Regions from separate parts of the Mus musculus genome. Here all the other regions are linked to region 2. The links are chromatin contacts, called in public HiChIP or PLAC-seq and promoter capture Hi-C maps. All regions are on one chromosome and are shown on one strand. The core of a region is the stretch at or near the end of the contact, and the rest is flanking DNA. Distances in the headings are between cores, read along the strand shown.

Evidence for each region. Promoter capture Hi-C pulls out the DNA fragments that hold promoters and counts their contacts. HiChIP or PLAC-seq counts read pairs in DNA pulled down with a chosen protein or histone mark.
Region 1: an H3K27ac HiChIP or PLAC-seq map of extraembryonic endoderm stem cells shows a contact between it and region 2. The contact joins two enhancer-like sites. A contact is called at or near these places in 1 of 484 Hi-C or Micro-C datasets (nephron progenitors), 1 of 115 datasets of contacts at active chromatin or transcription factors (extraembryonic endoderm stem cells) and 1 of 9 other capture datasets (pancreatic islet).
Region 3: a promoter capture Hi-C map of hippocampal neurons shows a contact between it and region 2, with 2.4 times the contacts expected there. The contact joins two enhancer-like sites. A contact is called at or near these places in 6 of 39 promoter capture datasets (the HPC-7 cell line, embryonic stem cells, hippocampal neurons and 3 more), 3 of 484 Hi-C or Micro-C datasets (all in the G1E-ER4 cell line), 1 of 115 datasets of contacts at active chromatin or transcription factors (pancreatic cancer cells) and 3 of 9 other capture datasets (adipose tissue, embryonic stem cells and liver).

The regions. Positions count from the first base shown.
Region 1 is chr11:72,284,593-72,287,959 of GRCm38.p6, forward strand. No RefSeq gene overlaps it. Among named protein-coding and RNA genes, the nearest start is that of Xaf1, 15 kb to the right of the region's middle. Within about 2 kb of position 1,504, at least 15 of the 459 cell types and tissues checked have an H3K27ac peak or open chromatin away from gene starts, as enhancers often do. A contact at or near this core is called in extraembryonic endoderm stem cells, where this site is marked.
Region 2 is chr11:72,500,643-72,504,079 of GRCm38.p6, forward strand. The region is part of intron 9 of Spns3 (spinster homolog 3); the gene reads right to left. Among named protein-coding and RNA genes, the nearest start is that of Spns2, 12 kb to the left of the region's middle. Within about 2 kb of position 1,864, at least 65 of the 459 cell types and tissues checked have an H3K27ac peak or open chromatin away from gene starts, as enhancers often do. A contact at or near this core is called in extraembryonic endoderm stem cells and hippocampal neurons, where this site is marked.
Region 3 is chr11:72,347,516-72,350,800 of GRCm38.p6, forward strand. The region is part of intron 6 of Tekt1 (tektin 1); the gene reads right to left. Among named protein-coding and RNA genes, the nearest start is that of Gm51867, 9.5 kb to the left of the region's middle. Within about 2 kb of position 1,721, at least 15 of the 459 cell types and tissues checked have an H3K27ac peak or open chromatin away from gene starts, as enhancers often do. A contact at or near this core is called in hippocampal neurons, where this site is marked.

The sequences.
Region 1 (3,367 bases), core at 254-2,753, 220 kb before region 2:
AATACAAGCCCCCAGCCGGGCTTCAAGTTGCAGCAGGCAGGAATGGTTATGGGGTTTTGTGTGACGATATTATGCCTGCATCCACACTCTAGCTAAAAATAGTCATGGCTCAGAAGCAGGCATGGTGGGCAGAAAGAAATTTCGTTTTATCTGTAACATTCCCCATTCTTAAAAAAGAACATGCAGTCATGCATACTTTCATAATTATAAGTTTTCTTTTTAAAATAAAACGTCAAAAGAAAATGGCTCTTGTTGCCGCTTTGAGAACGCTTGCATTCAAGGCTGTTGTATGGGTGGAGGAGATTCCTAGCATACTGTTTAATTATCTCAAACACACAACCATCCACATCCATTCAGGTCAGCCAACATGTGACTGCCGCTACTGCAAACCACAGTTAAGTCACTGCCTTCCAGACCCAAGGCACATGGGTCCCTTCAGAGATGCAGGTGGTAGACCAGAAAGGGCTCGGCGTTAGTCAGCTTTCTGCAGTAGCAAACGTTCATTCTGGCTCAGATTTTCAGGGGTTTCAGTCCCCTGAAATAGTCCTGTGGTACCTTTGCTTGGGCTGTGGTAGCACGTGGCTGAGGAGGACTGTTCACTTCATGGTGGAGACAAGAAGGAGCCAGGGTTCCAATTCTTCCCTGAAGGGCACACCCCAAATGACCCAACTCTCTCTATTAGGCCTTATATCCTAAAGGTTCCACTATCTCTCAGTACCCTGAGCTAGGGACAAAGCCTTCAAACACAGGCCAAAAGGGGGAACGTTCAGATCTCAAGTTGGAACAAATTTACTCTCAAGACACCAGACCAAAAGTACAAAGATAAAAAGACGTGGGTCCCAGATGAGGGACAGCCAAGGATTCGCTCTTGAAACCCAGTTTGGGTTTTGACAGGGAAGGGAGGGATACAGCTGGAGAAAGGCGTTCTATAAGAAGTAAAGTCTTGAAAGAAAAAAATGAGGTTATAAGTGAAAAGCAACCAGAAACAAATGACAACAAAGGCTGCATGCTCACTTCTGGTTGCCCTTCCCATCCCCCCTGTCACAGATCCCTGTCCTCATGGATGTCCCTCTGATGTCTGCCTCTGTCTTTCTCATCACCAGCTTCTCTGGAGGCAGAGGAGTTCCTCGGGTTGTTTTATTGTTCTTGGTAGTCACAGGTATCTGGAGAAAGACAAGAGTGAGCAGCAAAGGTCACAGAACTAAGGAACTTGTCCAACTGATGAGGAAGAGGCTCAAGATGCCAGTCTTGGCCTTTCTGAATTCTGACCCAATTTTCCTGGTAAAATCAATTCGAAGGTGAAATTCTAGGCTCTGCTGGTCCCAACAAGCTATGCTCAGCCACTGTCCCCATATTTCCGGCTAAGCATGATTACCAGTAAAGAGCAGAGGAAGAAAGTTTGTTCAATGTGTCCACATCGGGAAGAATAACAAAGGGACCCAGTGGCCTTGTCTTGGTGATTCTGACCTGAGGCTTATGCAAATTCGAGCAAGGTATACATAACTAACAGAGACAATCAAGGTGTGGTTCTTGTCTCTACCACTATCTTTGTCTCTGCTCCAATCTCTCCTTCTAGGGGGTCCAACAAGTTTTCAGAACTATGTGTCATCTCTTCCTGGAAGATGAGCTCTTTCTCCTGCTGGCTTTGGCATCTCTGTCTTTTCCTCCCACTGCCCCACCCCGCCTGTGGTTCAGGAGGAATTTTTCATTCTTTGTGGTCCACTGTTAATAGTCTGATAGCCAAAAGAAGGAGTGTCAGTCAACGTTTCTGTCTCGCCACTGGGATGCCAAGATGCTTCCCAGAATGCTGCTCAGAGAAGGCAGAACACAGTCCAAGAAAGGGGGTCCCCGGCTGGAGTGATGGCTCAGTGGTTAAGAGCTCTGACTGCTCTTCCAGAGGTCCTGAGTTCAATACCCAACAACCATACGGTGGCTCACAGCCATCTGCAATGTCCTCTTCTGGTGTGTCTGAAGACAGCTAAAATGTACTCATATGAGTAAAATAAATAAATCTTTAAAAATAAAAAAGGGGGTCCCAGCCAGGGTTTTCCTGGGTGAGAAACAGTGGGGGCTGGGATGGATGCTCTGGTTCTCAAACTCTGGTGTACCCCAACTACTCTGGGGACTATGAGGCCTTAAGAACAAGGGTCTGGGGAAACCCTGTGGTTGAATTAGGGAAAAGCTGGAAGAAACTGAGGAGGAGGACAACCCCAACCAGCAACCCCAACCCGGACCTCCAGATCTCTCAGACACTGAGCCACCAATGAGGCAGCATACACCCGCTGATATGAGGCCCCTGACACATATACAGCAGAGGACTGCCAGGTCTGGCCTCAGTGAGAGAAGACACACCTAACCCTTGAGAGACTTGAGGCCCCAGGGAGCAGGGTGGTCGGGTGGGGTGGAGGTGGTAGGGTGGGGACTTTGTCTTGGAGATGGGGAAGGGGGTGGGGTGGGAGAGAGGTTTGAAATCTTACAGTCTGGACTGGGAGGGGGATAACAACTGGACTGTAAAAAAAAAAAGATTAAATAATAATTTTAAAAAGAAAAAAAGGAAATTAGCAACACACACACAAAGGGGGGTCCGAGGCTCACGCTAAGTCCAGGACTGGGAGGAATCTGGCTTGGTAAGTGCCAAAAGTATGGAGGGACTGGAAGGCAAGCCTACTATTTAGGAGCAGCTCTTTACAATGACACCCTGCCCCCTGGTGATCCTTGCTGAAGGAGTCAGTCCTAACTGGTCCAAACTGCTTTATTCATGGGGAAAGTGAATGGTTACATCTTACTCAGAGTGAACCAGGGATTAAACAGGTTTGCAGGAAGGGATGCCCAGGAAGGGAAGCTCATTCTATCTAGATACTTCATTAGCATGGAGAACTCTAAGTTTTCATGCTCTGTGACTGGTTATCATGGTCCTCTTAGTGAGGTGTCATGGTCGCATGCTCCAGGACAGGTAGAGTCTGGCCGGGAGCTGATTCTAATGCCTTCCATCCTCAATTATGAGATTTACCAGGGTTTTGAACCTCCTTCACCCTTACCAGCTCTTCCATCTGGTGTCATGGTCTTCCTGCCCCACAAAGGAACACAAATGTTTCTCTTTAGAATATCCTCTCTCCTGCCAAGGTCACTCTCTGCCCTCCCCCACTCCCCGCCCACACCATACACACCAACTGTCCGGGTCACCCAAGTCAGATCAATCCAGTTTCAATCCCAATTCTGATACCTGCTGGTTTAGGTCCTTGACCTTGAGAAACTTAACCTCTCTGGGTCTCCTTTTCTATTTTTGTAATATGGGGTGATAATATTTACACTGCAGCTGTTGCACAGATTAAAATGTGGGAAATGCCTGTGAGATGTTCTGTATAAT
Region 2 (3,437 bases), core at 614-3,113:
GAGGGACAGGAGGTCTGGTGAAAATCTGCCAACCAAGTAAGTCAAATAGAAACTTCTGAAAGACTCGTCTCAGGAGAAAACCTGCCAGCTCAGAGCTATTCCCTACTATGGCAGCCACAGAAAAGATTGCTGCTCTGTGGTCTTGTCCCCAAAACCTCAGTGTCCATTATCTGAGCCCATCTGCAAATAATAATAATAATAATAATAGCATTTAATGACTACTTCCTGCATGTGTTTTTATGTATCAGCTCCAACAAGTCATGAAGGAGATACGATTATTTCCTGTATTTTATAGATGGGAAAACCTTCACAGAGCAGGTAATTAAATTGCCCAGAGCAGCCCAGCCAGGAAGTAACAGGGTCCAGACTGGATGACAGGCTTTCTCTTCCCAGGGTCTGGCCTTCTGACCCTCTGCTGTTAGGGATGAGGGGAGCTGACATGTTGATGTATTCACTGCACAGCATTTAAAAGGTAGACAGTAAGGCTAAGAAGACAGAAGCAGGCCGTGGGGGCTCACACCTTTAATCCCAACAGGCAGGAGGCACAGGCAGGTGGAGCTTTCTGAGCTGGAGGCCAGGCTGATCTACACAGAGTTCCAGACCAATGAGTGTTGTATAGTGAAACCCTATCTCAAAAAAAGAAAAATTAAAAAGACGGGTTCCTTAGTGGTCCTGCCTATGGGCGGGAGAATCAATGTCTTACAGAGAGAGGTCAAAGGGGACACAGGAAGGTAGGAACCCAAAAATATGACTCTGGATTTCAGAACCGTACCAGACAGACACAGGAGGTCTGCTGGGGAGGGGCTTGTAGGTGGGCAAGGCTGATCTGTGGAGCCACTGTGGGCCATCAAATAGTATGGTGGTCACTGGGGCCGAGGTTTCTCTCCCCACATGGTGAGAGAAGCTGGGCCTCCTGCCATCCTCAGGACCTGCCAGCGCTGGAGGAGGAACCGACCACAGATCTGCACCTTCTCAGGACTTCCTTCTCACCCCATAATTATGTGATTAGTCATGGGTGGCTCTGGGAGCCGGGCTCAGCTTTGGCTCCCTGCACAGAGTCCTCCAGCAAGATCCACATGGGGCTGGGGGCTGCTCAGACCCCCCTCCCCCAGAGTAAGGTCTCTGCAAGCTGCCTCCATGGCTTCTCAATATACTGAAGCATGGGCCCCACCCCCTGCCTCCCCCAGGGTGCCTGTAACTGCCAAGGCTGGGCCGAGCAGCACCTGGCAAGCTGGGGATGGGTAATTTTGAAAATGAGTGGCTTTTGGGTTTCCAACATTCCAGGTTCACCAACTTCTGAGACAAAAACACCTGTGTTTTGGCTCACCCTTCTCAGAAAAGCAGTTCCCTTTATAGCCTGGGGCAAGAGAGGTGCAGGCAGCCACCACCTTACAGAAAGTTGGGGAGCAATCAGGAAGGACAGATTCCCTGGCAGCTTGCCTTCTGCACTCCCCAACTCAACCCCTGTGGCCAGACTCCTCTGAATGGCAGTACAGTCCCTCCTCGAGCCTCCTCCTGCTCAGGACTGGGAGGAAGAGTGAGCCATGGGGAAGCAGCCTGGGTAGGGCAGCTGGAGGCTCCTGGAGCAGAGTTAGGGATAGAGAGATACCTTCTTTTTCTTTCCAGGAGAAAAGATTGTCTCAGGCACAGCCGAGCCAGGAGGAGATGCGCAGGGAGGGTGCAGGGAATGAGCGCCTCGTGAGGATGGGTGAACAACGAGGAGATAAATAAGGAGAAATCTGCAAGGAGCCTGCAGGCTGGAGAGATAACTATGAAAATCCAGCAGCTGTGCTGAAGACTACTGGGCCAGGCCTCGGTGGGAAGTCTGCTAGCAATGCAGTTCCTGGACTGACTCTCCACCCACCCAATCAGATGATGAGGACAAAGAGCCCGCAATCAGTGACAAGCTCCTCCAGGCTTGACTCGGAAGGATGGAGTGTGAGAGCCATTGGAACAGGCAGCCCTTGGGGACCTCCTGTCTAAAAGGAGCCTAGATTCTCCCCACTGGAGAGAGTAGTGTCCTGAGGCAGGACTGGTGGGGATTAGATGACAGACACCTCCTCAGGAACACACAGGGTACAGATTTTAGCTCACTGCTCCTTTTTGGCCTGAAGCACCCTGGTAGGAGCTACTTGCCCATCTATCTATCTATCTATTGCGCATTTGAGCTGAGGTTCTCTCAGTGGTCACCTGATGGCCACAAGCTGTCTCTCATCTTAAGTAGTGGGGGACAGGCATGAAAGGCAGATTGCTAGACCACTCCTGACTGAGCTCCGCTGTCCATCCTCTCCCCTCCCCCCTCCCTTCTCCCCTCTCCCATTCCCCTCCCCCCTCTCCCCTCTCTCCTCTCAGGCACCAGCTCCCAGGAACCCACAGTCTCTCCCTCATTTTCCCATTAGAGCCTCTTTGCTCTCTCTACCAACAGCTGACCACCTGAATGTCTCCTGCTGCAATTTCCTCACAGCAACCAAAAGAGAACTTCACCTCCCGCTTAGGAGCAAGCGCAGGTAGGTACAGGGGCCCTTCTTCCACTTCCTGCACAACCTGTCCCCACATACGTCCTTCCCCTAACCTGCTTTCTCCATGGGACCTCAGTCTCCACACATGTCCCCTCCCTGGTTCCTACAACTTGGCTTTCTGCCATGTCTGCATAGTATATTCTCTCTTGTAAACTTGTGCCCCTCTAAATGATGGGAACAGAAAGGGCTGCACTCCCTGCCACCCCCACCCCATCTAGTACAGGAAGATCACTGTGGGCCACTGGGCTTAGGGCAGGCAGGAAGGCAGCAGGAAGAGCATGGAGCTAGCTAGAGCAGAAGCCTTGAAGCCATGAAGGGCTCAGAGAGCTGTAGGCTGGCTGCATGTGGCCAGCTAGCTCCCCCACAGTCCAGATTCTAGCTGGCCCCCAGAGCCACCCTCTCCCTCCCTCCCTCGAAGTTGTGGGCACACTCCTCGTTAGCACTGCAAAGCTTCTGGCTCTGTTGGGTTAATGATTCCAGCAGAGACAGACATAGGGATGCCATGTAGCCTTCACATATCATTGGGGCCGTCATGTGGAAAAGGGATCACAGTGGGGGGTAAGCAGAGGAAGCTGTGGGGGGCAGGTTCAGTGTGGCTTGAACCGCCTGAGAGAGGATGAGCTATGTAGAGGGTGGGTGTTCCCTCCAGCCGTCTCATTCACCCCACTAGGCAGGTAATGATTAGACCTTTTTATGGGCAAGGAAACTGAGGCCCAGGGCCATTTGCCAGGCCTGTGGCTGAGTCTGGCCTGGAGCCTAGGTCTCCTGTGCAGAAGGAGGGGCAGGGAAGACTGGCTATATCCAGTGATATGTTTGTTCACTAGAGCCAGAGACAGGGCTGAGCCTGAACCACAGCAGGCAGTGAACATCCTATCAACAAGGTGTTCACTCAGATCTTGTTGTCTGATGAAATGATAT
Region 3 (3,285 bases), core at 471-2,970, 150 kb before region 2:
AGGATTTCTCTGTGTAGCGCTGGCTGTCCTAGAACTCACTTTGTAGACCAGGCTAGCCTCAAACTCACAGAGCTCCACCAGCCCTCGCCTCTCAAGTGCTGGGATTAAAGATGTGGTCCACCACAGCCTCCTGCGATTTTTGGTTTTATTTTTGAGACGTGGTCTCACTGTGCTGAGTTAGACGTGGCTACCTCTTAGACACATCAGTGGTTCTCAACCTTCCTATAGCTGCGACCCTTAAATACGGGTCCTGTCGTGGTGACCCCCTCCAACCATACAATTATATTCATTGCTACTCCATAACTGTAATGTTGCTACTGTTATGGATTGTAATGTAAATATTTTTTGGAGCTAGAGGCTTGCCAAAATGGGTCATGACCCACAGGTTGGGAACCACTGTTCTACATGAAATGACTGTTTTCAAAATTGAGAAATAGGCTGAGGCTCATTGGCAAAGTGCTTGCTGGCAAGCACGAGGACCTGAAGTCAGATCCAAAGCACCCCCATAAAAGCTGAAAGCAGTGGTGGACTTCTATAACCCCAAGAATGGGGAAAGGTCACAGAGCTTGCGGGTTCCCTGGAGCTCACTGGCCGGCCAGCCAGTCTGACCAAACTGGCAAGCTCCAGATTCAGTGAGAGACCCTGCCTCAAAAACAGAACAAAAAGCGCAATAGAGGAAGGTATCTCTCATTATCTTCTGGATACACGCGCACACACACTGCTAAGGTGTTGTGGTACAAATACATGTTGAGCAAAAATGGGCTGGGCTGAACAAAGCCTGTGAAAATGCAAATTATTTAAAGCCCATAGTTAGACACTGCACTATTCATTAACAAGTACTTCGTAGAGGGGAGATGCTAGCTCCATTGTTGTGCCTACATACAAGTACAAGGAACTGAGTTCAAATCCCCACCACCCACCTGTGTAAAAGCCAGGTGTGACAGAGCAAGCACATCAGTAACCCCAGCCCCGGGGTTAGGGGGTCACAGACAAGAGGACCCCTGCCCAGAGCTTGCTACTCACTGGGTTCAGGGAGAGACTTTTGTCTCAGAAAGTAAGGTGGGAAGGAATGAAAGGAGACAGAAAAGCATTTGTTGTGGTGCTAGACTGACTTCGTTTCCCCACACCCCCACACCCCACCCCCGCCCCCTGCACTTCATTAGCTCTCAGACCCGGCAAGGAACGGCAGCCCAATGGTTCTGGGTGCTCCCCAACTCACTAGCTCCGTGGCTTGGCCACGCCTACATGCTTTCTTATGGTTTATGTTTAGCCCAGGGCTAGGACTGGAATTTTTCTGAGGAAGCAGCACCCTCAGTTGTTGCCAACAAGTGCTGTATGTCTGTCAGAAATTAGTTTTCGATGCAGACTCAAAAAATCTTCCTCTTTGAACCTGGCCTAAAATTTCGAGGCAAGACAGCCCGAGGCACACAGCTTAGGACGTGGCCACCTGGCTTGGACCTGGTGACAAGCTGCTCCCCACACCTCAGAGCTGTAAAAGTTAGCCAAGAAGGAAGACTTCCTTCCTGCATAGATTTGCAAACATCGTTGTCAAGCCCCCAGCAGTGGGTTCTGTCCTCAAAGCAAGCGAAGGGAAATGTCCAGAGGTCAGAGTTCACTTAGCAGCGTGCAGGAGCATCTCCCTCAGCTGCCAACTCGAAGGGAATTACTTGCTAAGAGGCAAATAGCTGTGGAATCACCTGACAGCCACCCCACCCCACCCTCAAATGCCTCCCAAGAAACAGCACAGCCAGCCAAAATCATTTGCTCGGACCATTTGGCATCAGCTGGCAGTATGGCTCTGAGGGAAATTATATTTTTAGATGAGTTATGTAACAGTTCGTTATGAATTAGCGTTGGCAAATGAACGCTTGTGAAGAATTTTATAGGAAACCCTAACTTTGCACCAGAACAAAGCAAGATCCTACCTCCCCGCAACAGTAGACCACTGTTTAAAAACTCTGTTGTTGTGATTATTATTATTATCATTATTATTATTGCTGAATTTTTCCAAAAATGAAGACTTTTTGGAAATGTGTTGTCTTCCTTGCTGCAGAAACACCAACAGAACACCACTGCCTGGTGCCACTTGGCCCAGAATGCCTATAATATTCACTATTTGATTCTTTCATAGAAAAATATTTGCCGATCTGTGCATTTGATTATTTTAAACACTGTATCACTTAATGGTAAAGCTTTCAGGGGAAAGCCCACTGAGTAAACAGTTGTCTCATTGTAAACGAACGAGAACTGGAGGTTGTACTTCCCCTTGCAAAGTCTCCTCCTGACCAGGGAGCCCTGTCAGATGAAAGCCAACTGTGTCCCCTCCTCACGGGGTCTAAGTCCAAGGCTTCTGAGTAGGCTGTGGGTCCCCAGAGTCACTCACAGTCCATGCTCACTGATCCTTCTGTCCTCAGAACTTTACCCATGCTCACATGGCTATGTCTGTAATTAGAACTTGAAATTTGAGACTCTAGAAACAGAAACATTGTTTCCCACAAACTCTTAATGCCTTTGAACTTGAACCACTTATTTATAGTATACTAAGAGACTGTATATGTTAAGAGTTTTGTTTTGTAAATCAGGGTCTCACTATGTATCCCTGGCTGGCCAGGATCTTGCTATGTAGACTAGGCTGGCCTCAAACTCACAGATCTGTCTGTCTCTGCCTCGCAAGTACTAAGACTAATGGCATATGCTACTACACAGGGTCCTGTATGCATTAGACTATTAAATTTTAAAGGTGTGTGGGGTATGGGGGTGGTATGTGTGCATGCGTATGTGCATGTGGGGGGGTGGCGGTATGTGTGTGTTTGTGTGTGCATGAGTGTGTGCATGAGTGTTCATGTGCCTGTATATGTGTGTTAGGCATGTGTATGCAGGAGCACATACCATTTGTGCATTCGTGGAGGCCAGAGGTCAATGCTGAGTATCTTCCCTTATTGTACCCCACCTTCTTTTTTGAAGCGGGGTCTCTCCATGAACATGGTACTCACTACTCCAGCTGAACTATCTGGCAGGAAGCCCTCGGGAGCCACTGTGTCCACCCCCACACCCCACCTGCCCCCCCACCAGCATCCATCACAGGATGTACCTCTACACCCCACCTTTAACACAGATGCTGGGGATCCAAGCTCAGGATTCTCCTTATGCTTCCGCTTCAAGCACTTCATCCACATAGCCACCACCCCAGCCCCAAAAGTACAAAATATAAAAATAATAAAGTACACGCTAAAAATATGAATAATGTGCTAAAATAATTTTATATTGAAAGTTAAGTAAAATATT